3 separate regions of the Zea mays genome follow, and regions 1 and 3 are each linked to region 2. Evidence: chromatin contacts called from public Hi-C data. All regions are on one chromosome and are shown on one strand. The core of a region is the stretch at or near the end of the contact, and the rest is flanking DNA. Distances in the headings are between cores, read along the strand shown. Region 1 holds the start of LOC100381705. Region 2 has its middle 15 kb from the start of LOC100192885. Region 3 holds the start of LOC100192604.

Region 1 (4,136 bases), core at 1,592-4,091, 210 kb before region 2:
CTCACTATTTTGGAGGACATGTGGTTTGGGAATTCATGTTTGGCCTTTCAATTCAATTTTGGCCGTTGTACATTATTTGTAACGAACAAGTAAAAGCACTCTGTATATAAAGTCTAGGATGGTTCAAATCTGAAATTAACCTTTAGAAGAACAGTATATATCTAAAGTGGTGAAAGAATAAGAGAATGGAGGTAGGCCTAGTAATAAGTAATAACTATTTAGCCTTCTAACCATCAAAATAACTAATCTATTATATACAATGACTATAGTTAGCTTTAAAAGATATGTTGATGGTTTACAACAGGTTAAACCATTAGCCTTGCTTTTAGACGTCGATCGCCACTGACAGTGGACATTCTATTGGTGGTGGTGGAGACTGGAGAGCGAGTATCTCGCTTCCGAAGCAATACTCTCGAAGAGGGCGATTGGTTGCTTGCAGTTGGCCTAGGCCCGTCCCACGACATGCAAGATTTCTATGAGCCTGGGCCCTATTTGGTTGTGTATCTAAGAGCATCTCCAAGAGGAACTCCTATAATTAGGGTCTCAAAAGCTAAATTTGACCTGATTCAAGTTAACTTGGATCAACATTTTTTATCAACTCCAACAACAACTACTAAACTCACTCCTAAACCCACGTGGTAGTTAACTCCGTGAGATTAGACACACATGAATAGGTCCCCTGGCTGGGGTGCTATATTTAGCAACTGTGACTCATTTGATAGAAATTTATAAAATAACAACTTTGTTGAAAGCTATTTTGAGATCTTAACTCCTATATTTGAATATATGACCCGACTTAAGTCCTCTCTTGGAGATGCTCTAAGATGCTAAAGATTGCTACATATTTTGTCACACTTGTTTAAAATTAGACGTTTGAATTCTTCACCATACTTTAGCATGTTAAAACAAAATCTTGTCATATTTTTATGATGAGTGGATCCTATGCAACATGAGAAAAATGTTACCACAAATATGGCTGCACACCAAACATATGCCTAAATATTTAATTATATAACCGATTTCATATCTTGATATTTTTATAAACAAAACAAATTTTATCTAGCCTGGCTCACCAATACAATCATAATAGACTGATGCGGGTAACCAATCAGCCTCTAACATTTGCAACATCTGACAAGAATCGGAGAAATGCCGCCTCCGACGAGCCACCGTCCTCCATCGCTTCCTCCGTCTCTTTCTTCAGTTGCAGCGCTCGTTTCTTAAGCCTCGTCCCCTCCTCGGACTCCAACGCTAGCCTCAGTTTTCCCTCAATTTCTTCAGCTTTGATGAGACCTGTCATGTAGCCCTCCATCTCCATCCCGACGCCCATGTCCTCGGTTATAAACACCTTGTTCATCCTCTGCTCCGCGCCCGCCAGTGGCCAACACAGCATCGGCACCCCCGCCGCGATCGCCTCCAGCGTCGAGTTCCACCCGCAGTGGGTGACGAATACGCCTGTAGCGGGGTGGTTGAGCACATCCACCTGCGGCGCCCACGACGTGACGACGAGGCCACGGTCCTTGGTCCGCTCCACGAAGCCCTCCGGCAAGAGCGCGTCCAGATCCGCCTCGGCACGTTGCTCCCAGTATCTTCCGGGCCCGTCCCTGCCTGCCGGCGTGCGCACGACCCACAGGAACCGTTGCCCACATCTTTCCAGGCCAACGGCGGTCTCCTTGAGCTGCTCCTTGGGTAGGGCGCCCTTGCTCCCCCAGCAGAGGAACGCGACGCTGCGCTCCGGCTGCGCGTCCAGCCACGCGAGGCATTCGTGCTGAGGGCCGCCGTCGCCTTCCTGTCTGCCCGTCCCAGTCCCAACCAACGGCCCGATGGGGTAGACTGGAGGCAGTGCCTGTCCGGGAACGCACAGGGGATCCCTCAGCGCCTGGAGGGCCCGCTGCTCCAGCGACTCGAACGTGTTGACCAGTACGCCGTGGGTGCCCGCGTTGCGCTCCAAGATCTCCATCGAGGTCCTGCACAGCTCGTCCTCCGGACTCTCCAGCAGCGACGTGGCGAGATGGGACGCCGGCATGGGCGGCACCCCGAGGAACTGAAGCGGCTTGTCCCCAAGTTCCTTCAGGCCCGTCAGCCTACCGGCAAGCAGCGCCGGCAGCTGGGTGAAGATCGCCAGAGTCCCCGCGCCTGAGGCGAAGAACTTGAATACGGGGACGCCCAGCCTCGTCGCCACATCGATGGCGTGGGTGCAGAACAGGTCGATGACGAGGGAGTGCAGGCGCTCCCGGGGGATGGAGCGGAGGAAGCTCTCGAGCTTGTCGTTGTACTGGCGCATCAGCTCCAGTATGAGGAGGAAAGGGTGCTTGGTGGAGCTGGCCACGTCAGGTGCCGGGGTCGGCGGCAGGACGTGGAAGGTGATGGACGGGTTGGAGGCGGCCACGCGCTCGATGAAGCCGGCGCCGGAGTCGGTCGACTTGATGGGCGGCTCGATGAGCACCATGGTGACGTCGTAGCCGTGGTGGAGGAAGACCTTGGCGAGCTGCGTCATGGGCCCGACGTGCCCGACGCCGCCGACGGGGTACAGAACGGCGATCTGCTTCACGGATACGTCATCCATCTCTGAGGCACGGGCGCACCGCGCAGTCGCGCACGACTGGTTAGGATTTGGGAATCTACTTTGACCTTGGGATTTCCTCGATCTGTGGCAGGCGCCAGGCAGTTCTGTTTGGCCATTCGCGTTTATAAATAACATCAATAGACCACCCGGAGTTCTGGCATTTGTAGTTTTGACAACGAAAGCCAAGACTCTGAGACCTAAAGACTTTAATGATTACAAGTGGGGATAAATTTTTATTCGGCGCATTACGGCATTAGCATTTGCGTCCGATTTTGCAACTTGAGCCGGACTTGTGATTTCATTCCACTCGTGGTTAGCCCGTCTCGACTCGATTCATTTTAATTTTATCACGAGTTAGCAAGCATCTTAACTTAGTTTGTTAATGAGCTAGCTTGAGCCTAAGCCGAGCTCGAGCTAGCTCGTTAGTTCGAACACAATAATTTATCAACAAAATAAAATTTACACCGTGTTCGATGAACTAATAAGTGATTCATATTAATTTGATGCGTGGATTGACATGGGATATGAAATTGTGAGTATTATAACTTTTTTATAGTGTTAAATTGGTTAGAATTAACAAGTAAGTGATTATATTATTTTATGTATATGTATATTGTTTTTGTCTCTCACAAGCTAAACGAGCCAGCTCATCTCGTAAATAAGTTGAGCCGAACAGATTATCTAGGTCGATTTTTTAATGAACCGAGTCAGCTCATTAATTTGATGTGTGAATTGACATGGATATGAAACTGTGAGTATTATAACTTTTTATAGTGTTAAATTGGTTAGAATTAACAAGTAAGTGATTATATTATTTTATGTATGTGTATATTGTTTTTTGTCGCTCACAAGCTATACGAGCCAGTTCGATCTTGTAAATAAGCTGAGCCGAACAGATTCTCTAGGTCGATTTCTTAATGAACCGAGTCAGCTCGTTATCTTAATAAACCGAACCAGCTTGTTATCTTAACGAGTCAGCAGAGACGTTAAACTAAATCGAGATGCATGGGTCGATATCTTATCCTAGTTACAACACACGTCTCTTCTACGTATAAAATTCGGTGGTCGCTTGTATTCTATTAAGATCCATTTTGCCGTCTCTAGAGACGTTGTCACTCTCATTATTGTTTTGCTCGAAAAAAATAAAATAAAAAACAGTAACCCGTGTTTTCTCCCGTCATTTCCCCTCTCGTCTATGGTCTATCCGTCTCTCCGAAGTGGAGGAAGATGATCTTTCATATATTTCTCCCACTCATCTAGGGCCGTGTTTGAGATTTCAAGGGGCTGGTTATATGGAGTACCTTTTGACCCATACATACATATAATAAATCTATAGTAAGTTATCTATAAATATTTTAAAATGTACAATAAATAATTACTACATTGAGTAAAAAAATACTTCATTAGAATTCACAACCATGAAGATAAGGGATTGCTCCAACCGCGATGGGTTTTATTTCTAGCACTCTAGTTTAAGTGCTTAACAGTAGTTTTAGATCTTTTTATCAGTTTTAGAGAGATATTTTACTGTTATAATCCTGTCATTTATGCCTTATAATTAGGGATGGCA
Region 2 (3,712 bases), core at 2-2,501:
GTTCTCGTTATTCCAGATGAACAATGAGACATATATATTGAAGAATATGCTTGAGTTATGAGGGATAACGACTTTGACAGATGTCATCGTCAGGGGGAGCGAATGCTTATATTGATCATAATCGTGAGACAATAAATGTCATATTCTATGTCCTGAAGGCGTGAGCTTGATGATCAATATACGAACCTTTATGGAACTTTCTATCAAATATATAGATCCAGTCGATCGAACACCATCAGTCAAAGTGGCTTATTTATATTGATACGTGCACTTACCTCGTATATCCTAGAAGTGAGTAGAGGTAAAGTTCCTGAAATAGTCCTTGCAAGGATATGCAATCTGTTTGCTAAATCTTTATGTGCATATACTTTTAGAAGAAGATGTTGTGCCATATTGATACGGTTTTGCAAGGATCAAGGGGAGCACATTTCTAAATTTAGCTCTTGTAGAAGATTCGATGTAATCTAGATCTAGAAGATCGAAATATGTCCTGATGACAGTTGATGCACTCTTTTCCCCTTAGTGAGTTTTCTTGAAGTTTCTCACATAAGGTTTTTAACGAGGCAACAAAGTGCAAATGCAATTGTATCACCATGCACTCTTTCTCCATATTTTTTCCACTGGGTTTTTCGGAGTTTTAACGAGACATGTGTTGGTCGCGATATTCGCCCAAGGGGGAGTGTTAAGTAACCCTAGTTAGGGTTATGTGGGCAAATACCTACTTTGCCCACGATGGGTCTCACATCTCTATATAATGAACCTATACACCTCATAATATAGTGAAGAGATCAGAAAGAGGTCAGAGACCCAACTCTATATCATGTGTCTCGTGTGTTTCCTCTGTCGTGCTTATGGGAAGGGAGACGGGTTCTCTACAGCTTCTCGCGCCTTTACTGTTGACGGGAGGAAAGGGAGCGGATCTGGTGATCCGCGATAACGTAGTTCTCAACAATAATTAGATCAGATCCGAATACAAAAGGTAAGTTAGGGCTTGGTGCTCTGTTTCGCACACCTGGTGGTGCTTGCCGACGAAGGGCCCGAAGAAGACCTGGGCACCTGGCGCTGGGCGGCAGCGACGGGCCAACCAGTCGTTGGCTCGTTAGTCGTTGCTGGGGGCACTGGGGCGCTCGCGCAAACGGAAGGGTTTTTGGCTTGCAGCATCACGCATTCACGCTCGCGCTCGGGGCATTAACGCTTGGATCTATGCGCGAGTGGACTGCTGGGCTGGGCTGGCCTAGCCTTGTGCACACCTGCGCGAGAGGCAACCACGTACCCAACAAAAAAAAATGCCTCGTGGGCAATACGTCTGAAGGAATCACTGTATCAGGCCCAGTACGATTTTTTTGTTGTTGTGTATTTCATACTTCGAAAAGCATAGCTTTTTATCAGAGTGTTCGTTTACAATTTTGCTTGCACCACTGTGCTGATTACAATGAGATCTACAAAGATAAATAAATGCATGATTATTTATTGACACTCACAAACTAATCTTAGTTTTTTTCCTAATTGACAGGTTTGTCGTTTATCTTTTGCTGTATGTTTGAAATTGTTGCATGAAGCAAAATGTTCTTGCCTTTTCTGAGGTGTTATCATGAATCTTATCTTATGGCATATATTTATCGATCACCAAACCGTTTATCGTCTTGTTTGCGCGATTCAGTTATAGATAAATAGTACCGAATACAATTTGCTTTTATATATTACTTACGTTCCTATATTATATGTCTTCGATTGTTCGCGACTCTTCCATACCTATTTTTTTAGAGCTGGATCCACCACTGTCTCTATGCTAATGAACATCGTGGATCGAAGGTGTCACCGTGAACTTTTCTGCACGAGCGGAGTTGAAGTCCTCTCGCTTAATTGCCTGACCAAGACAGCAACAGCATGCGTTCGGTTTCCATCGTAATTGAGGAGTCTAGCATGGACACTCTTATAGATGGCGTGCTTACACTAGAATATACTTGCTAAAAGAAGATTAAAACAAAAATGACTCCGTATTACTAATATGTTCATCACCTCATCAGTATACACATGTGTACAATAAACTTTCATTATATACAAGGTATATGGCATATATATCAGTATTTCGGGGAGTCAGGCACATTTTTTCTCCTTTTTTCCCCTTTCCGGTTGGTTATTATACAGGTCAACTGGCGTGCTGGCGCGCACGTTTAGCTTTTTTATGTTATATATTTTTACCGAACCGAAGCAAACAATTTTATATGCATAACATGAGAATATGTTGTAGCAACTGATGAGTTTATAGATGGTTATATTACATGGCAATACATAGATATTATATATAGCATATCGAGGGTAAGGTTTGCTTAGAATATATTGTAGCAACTGATGAGTTTATAGATGGTTATATTACATGACAATACATAGATATTATATATAGCATATCGAGGGTAAGGTTTGCTTCATAGAAGAAGGCACACATAATATTTATAGACAAAATAGTGAGGAATATGCTTCGTTTGTTGAAGTTTGGGCGTGATGTTCAGAAGTATTCCTGCAGCCAATAATGGTAGGATATTTCAATCATAGAGTAAAGTTTTAGTCTATTTGAAGTTGTAGCTGCATTGTTTACCTTACTGTGTTGCACACAACGTCTACTCTTGTTGATTCTTAGGGTCTTGTTTGATCCTGGATGAATGTAGGATGAAAGTTTAGCTGTATAGTATAGCGAATGTACTAATGGAAGTAGTACTATATGATGAGATGAGAACTACAGACCTTTTTGTAGGTGATTCAAGTGTTGTTGCAGGAGCTCTATTTTTATCAGCATCAAGAGGGTTTGTCTGTGCAATAGTTAAATTATTTGTATAAGAGTAAAAGGGAAATTAAGAACAGTTGGTAAAGTTTTTTGAAAAAAAATCATATATTGAAAATATTCAAAAAAGATGTCATATTTCATTTTTTTTCTTTCAAGTGTTGGTGTAGAACATGGTGGATTGTTTCCTTCATATCAAATATCAAATAGACTTACCTCAGGTTTATCCTTTGCTGGAGAATAGGTTAGCTTTCGACTCACCTGAGGATGAATGAAACATCTATCATTAAATGGAAGTTCAAGAATGAAAAGGTATTTGATAAGCATGATTTAACTTACACTTGGTGAGTCCGCCGTGGAAAGTCTAGACATGACTGTAGAGGGAGATTGAGCAGCTGTTGTTATCAGTTTGTTTTTGGCTGGATTGGGAGGAAGGTGCACATCAAGTTTTTCTTGAACTCTTGGTAGTGATGTCATTCTTCCATATGATGCTACAATTCCTTTTATGAGCAATGCTTTTTCTAGAAATCTGTATGATTGGTTGTTGAACACTACAATGAATGTGTATTTCCGTGAAACGATTGCTGTAATTTCAGGTGGGATAGCTGATGCATCTGGAAAATGATGCAACAACCATTGGACATGGTTTCCCAATAATTGTCCTTGCAACAGTGTCGAAAGCAAACATTTCAGCTTCTGCAGTTCCATCTGATGCCTTGAAAGTGAGCTTGTACCTACAATGATAAGTTGAGTAAGTAAATCGTTATATTTTTATGCTATATCTAAGAAACAATTAAAAACGGGATTATAAGAAAACATATCTATTCTATTGTATGAAAAAGACCTGAAGCAGTATTTTGTTGATCCACATGTGGAGCATTGACGGATGATAGGATCAATGCTTGGTTTGTTTGGGCAAGTATTGCAAGCAAT
Region 3 (3,828 bases), core at 928-3,427, 190 kb before region 2:
TTAAACGTCCAAAACAGACGTTCTACGCAGATTTGTTAGAACGTTCGGACGTTTTAGTTTCTAATCATGTTTTACCGCTTAAACGACGCTTAAACGTTGTTTAAGCGACGTTTTAATAACCATGGTTAGGTGGTGGCCTCGATGCGGTTGTGGAGGTCGACGACAAGTTGCCCAGAGTATTTTTAATTTATAATTTTTTAAGACCCAACAACTTTTATTTCAGTGCTATTTCAGAGATAACCACCACATTTCATCATGACCCTAGAGTATTTGTATGCTTTCTGATCAACTTTTGAGGCTTTTAAGTCATAATATGTCCATCCCTCGTTTATTCTAAAAAAACTCAGAACTATTATCATTGCACCATTTCCCCCTCCTTCATTCAAATTCCAGAAACTGACAGTATTTCATGCACTGGGTTTCCATCAGAATGTTAAAAACCTCAATGACGTCTCATCAAACACTATTTTGGAGTGTGAAGTGGAGGAATTCGACCCATCGTCCGAGGTTTATAAAAATGCCTTGCATAGCAACCCATGTACTTTATCCTTTACATGTACATATGCTATAAACTCTAGTAGTCATAATCCATTCCTACTTTTTTTTTGAAATTTGTGCCAAATATTTACAGGTCTTAGAAATGCTGAGTTTGTATTCTAGATTTTATATTGATGCTCTACGTTATTCCAAGCAAGCAAGTTGCCTGTGTAAGTGCATTAACAAGTTCACTGTCTATGGTCAGTACTTCTTTACAACTGCAGAACTGCTGCTTGCCCCCAACAGCTTGTAGATGTTGTGCACTGACCTATCGTCCACCTCAACGTGTTCCACCCAGGTCACACAAATCTCATGATCTAAACCATCAGGTACTGTACTGAGAACGTGTGAAAACTAAAGATCTCAATCATGGACAGACAACAGACCTTTGAGTAGCCATTAGGCTTTTTCTGGATGAGACATCCTGACACCTGGCGCTGGCAATTGAGGACTGAGCCGGGAAGCAGGCTATTCAGCGAGACGTCGAACCATGTTTCATCGGCGTTCTGCTTGTAGTACCGCACGACATCTGCAAAATTTCCATCACACTACTTCAGCAACCAACAGATGACATGAAACTACCTTTGCATGCATGCATCCCAGATGATTCAATGATTCAGAAATTAAACCATAGTAAATACTAAAACTCCTTTAAAAAAATCATACTTTGGCAAGCCATTGAATAAGGAATTTCCTAATTCCTCATCATAATGAACTGGAGAGATTTTCTCATGCGTCATTCCAGAAGGTGCACGAATAACCTTTCCTGCATTTTCATGTCATAAATGTTTGAGTAACAAAAGCAGAGGCCATTAAAAACTACTGACCTGGTATAAAGATAAATGCTACCTCCAAATGCCTCCGTAATGCATCGCAGGCCCATGCAAACTCGAAAAATTAGGATAGGTGGCCTAATTCAAAAACAATCTACAATGATATTCCTGAATCTTGTGGCTCACCTTAAGAACAAATGTGAACATATTTTATTACAATCATAATGCATCCCCAATGTACTAATAACAGAATGATAAAGGATTCAAAATAAAGGACAAAGTCCCTTTTTTGGATGTTTCACCAAGTAGACATCCTCCCCCACATCGATTCAACAAGATGATATTGACAATCTCCTACACTTGAGCACGCTGCATCTGAAGTACGCCTCATCTGCAGCTTTTAGAACATTGAATCAAGAACCACATCAATGGAAGGCAACAAAGAAAGCCACGAGCATGGACAGATTCAGTTGAACCATGTGGGGTTGACGAGGAGGAGGAGCCTCATGTATGTGTAGCGCACATGTACAGAAGGGTTTGGAGGAATAGATTGGTGGTGGCATGGCTCGGGTGTTAGTGTTTTGCTGTCCTCCATCTCTACCTTGCCTATGAAGAGGACCGTCCGTCAGTAATGGAACTGGAGGGGGTCATGACGAAGGATGGGCATCAGAGCATGGTGGAGGTGGCCAACATCAGGGTGCGGATGGGCCCTTCACCCTTGAGCGGCGCTAGAGGGGGGCTACGCCCCGCGCGCTGTGGATAGAGGATGGTGAGGGGCCGGCGACATCTCGCGGCGGAGGGGTGGACGAGAGGCAGGGCGGCGGCGGTGGCGGGGGTTGCTGGCACGGGCGAGGGGCGAGCGATAAGGGTTCGGCGGCTGTTCGCGCCGAGGAGGTGAGTAGGTAGGGCGGTGGTGGCTGCAATGGGTTGCTCGCTCGCACGGATGGGTGGGGCTGACGACCAGGGGATGCGCGCGGGCGTTGGCAGCATCCGACGGGACGAAAACAGAGGCGTGGATGGACAGTTGAGATCGTTGGAAGGCAGAACGGCGGGGAGGCAGATTATCCTTGCTACCTTAATAAGTAGTATAGATATAGATATTGTTGCTACACACATGTTTTCTTTATTACTTGTTTATGGGATTTTTTTTCCTAAGCAATATGTATACTAATATTTTATTGAATAGTTTGTGTTACGTTGTATCGGGCGGTTAAAGATTGATCACTTCCCGACCTAATTAATATTCTTGACATCTGACAAGAATTGGAGAAATGCTGCCTTCGATGATCCCCCGTCCTCCAACGCCGCGTGTGCTTCTTTCTTCACCTCTGCCGCCCGTGTCCTAATCTCCCTCCCCTCCTCGGACTCCAGCACAAGCCTCACCTTCGTCTCTATCTCCTCAGCCTTGATGAAACCTGTGTTGTACCCCTCCAGCTCCAGCCCGATGCCCATGGCCTCGGTCATAAGTACCTTGTTGATCTTCTGCTCTGCGCCCTGTGGCCAGCACAGCATCGGCACACCCGCTGTGATGGCCTCAAGCGACGAGTTCCACCCGCAGTGGGTGACAAACGCGCCAACAGCGGGGTTGCTGAGCACGTCCACCTGCGGCGCCCACGACTTGATGACGAGGCCGCGGTCCTTGGTCCGCTCCAAGAACCCCTCCGGCAGAAGGGCGTCAAGGTCCGGCTCCGGGCGTGGCAGCCAGAATCGTTTCGGGTCGTCGCTGCTGGCCGGCGTGCGCACCACCCACAGGAACCGTTGCCCGGACTTCTCTAGGCCAGCGGCTATCTCCTTAAGCTGCTCCTCTGACAGCAAGCCCCTGCTCCCCCAGCAGAGGAACACGACGCTGCGCTCCGGCTGCGCGTCGAGCCAGGCGAGGCACTCATGCGGCCTCTCCGCCGCCTCTCCTCCGTCCGTCCCGCTCCCGCCCTTGCCAACCAACGGCCCGATGGGGTAAACAGGAGGCAACACTTTGCCAGGGACGCACAGCGGGTCACTGAACGCCTGCAGGGCCTGGGCCTCCAGCGAGTAGAAGGTATTGATGAGGACGCCCCGGGTGTCCGTGTCGCGCTTCCAGATCTTCGCCATTGCCGTGCGCACCTCGTCCTCCGCGTCCTCGAGCATCTCCCTGATGATGTGCGACGCCGGGATCGGCGGCACGCCAAGGAACTCGATGGGCGTGTCCCCGAGCTCCTTGAGGCCCGTTTGCCGGCCGTCAAGCAGCGCCACCGTCTGTGTTAAGACGGCCAGGGCTCCGGCGTTCGCCGCGAAGAACGTGTAGACGGGGACGCCCACCTTCGCGGCCACGTCGATGGCGTCGGTGCAGAACATGTCGATGACAAGGGAGTGCAGGCGCTCGCGCGGGATGGTGCGGAGGAAGCTCTCGAGCTTGTCGTTGTACTGGCCCAGCAACTCCAGCACGACGAGGAAAGGGTGCTTGGTGGAGCTGGCGAGGTCGGGGGGAGGGATCGGCGGGAGGAGGTGGAAGGTGATGGACGGGTTGGAGGCGGCGAAGCTC

Evidence for each region. Hi-C and Micro-C count contacts between places; a contact is called where the count stands out from the background.
Region 1: a Hi-C map of leaf shows a contact between it and region 2, with 2.9 times the contacts expected there. The contact joins the promoter of LOC100381705 here to the enhancer-like site in region 2. A contact is called at or near these places in 2 of 25 Hi-C or Micro-C datasets (ear and leaf).
Region 3: a Hi-C map of tassel shows a contact between it and region 2, with 2.9 times the contacts expected there. The contact joins the promoter of LOC100192604 here to the enhancer-like site in region 2. A contact is called at or near these places in 2 of 25 Hi-C or Micro-C datasets (ear and tassel).

Annotation. Positions count from the first base shown.
Region 1 is chr3:205,420,514-205,424,649 of Zm-B73-REFERENCE-NAM-5.0, forward strand. It overlaps LOC100381705, which reads right to left and starts at 2,842. Exons shown (of 1, transcript NM_001174514.2): 1 at 980-2,842. The coding sequence starts at 2,701. The coding sequence ends at 1,109. It overlaps LOC100280209, which reads left to right. Exons shown (of 10, transcript NM_001153140.1): 10 at 1-74.
Region 2 is chr3:205,634,635-205,638,346 of Zm-B73-REFERENCE-NAM-5.0, forward strand. It overlaps the pseudogene LOC100272503. Among protein-coding and RNA genes, the nearest start is that of LOC100192885, 15 kb to the right of the region's middle. Within about 2 kb of position 1,252, at least 18 of the 20 cell types and tissues checked have an H3K27ac peak or open chromatin away from gene starts, as enhancers often do. A contact at or near this core is called in ear, leaf and tassel, where this site is marked.
Region 3 is chr3:205,446,039-205,449,866 of Zm-B73-REFERENCE-NAM-5.0, forward strand. LOC100192604 reads right to left here and starts at 2,178. Exons shown (of 6, transcript NM_001137819.1): 1 at 1,787-2,178; 2 at 1,204-1,701; 3 at 924-1,066. The coding sequence starts at 1,216. LOC100274555 reads right to left here. Exons shown (of 1, transcript NM_001148910.2): 1 at 2,362-3,828. The coding sequence ends at 2,544.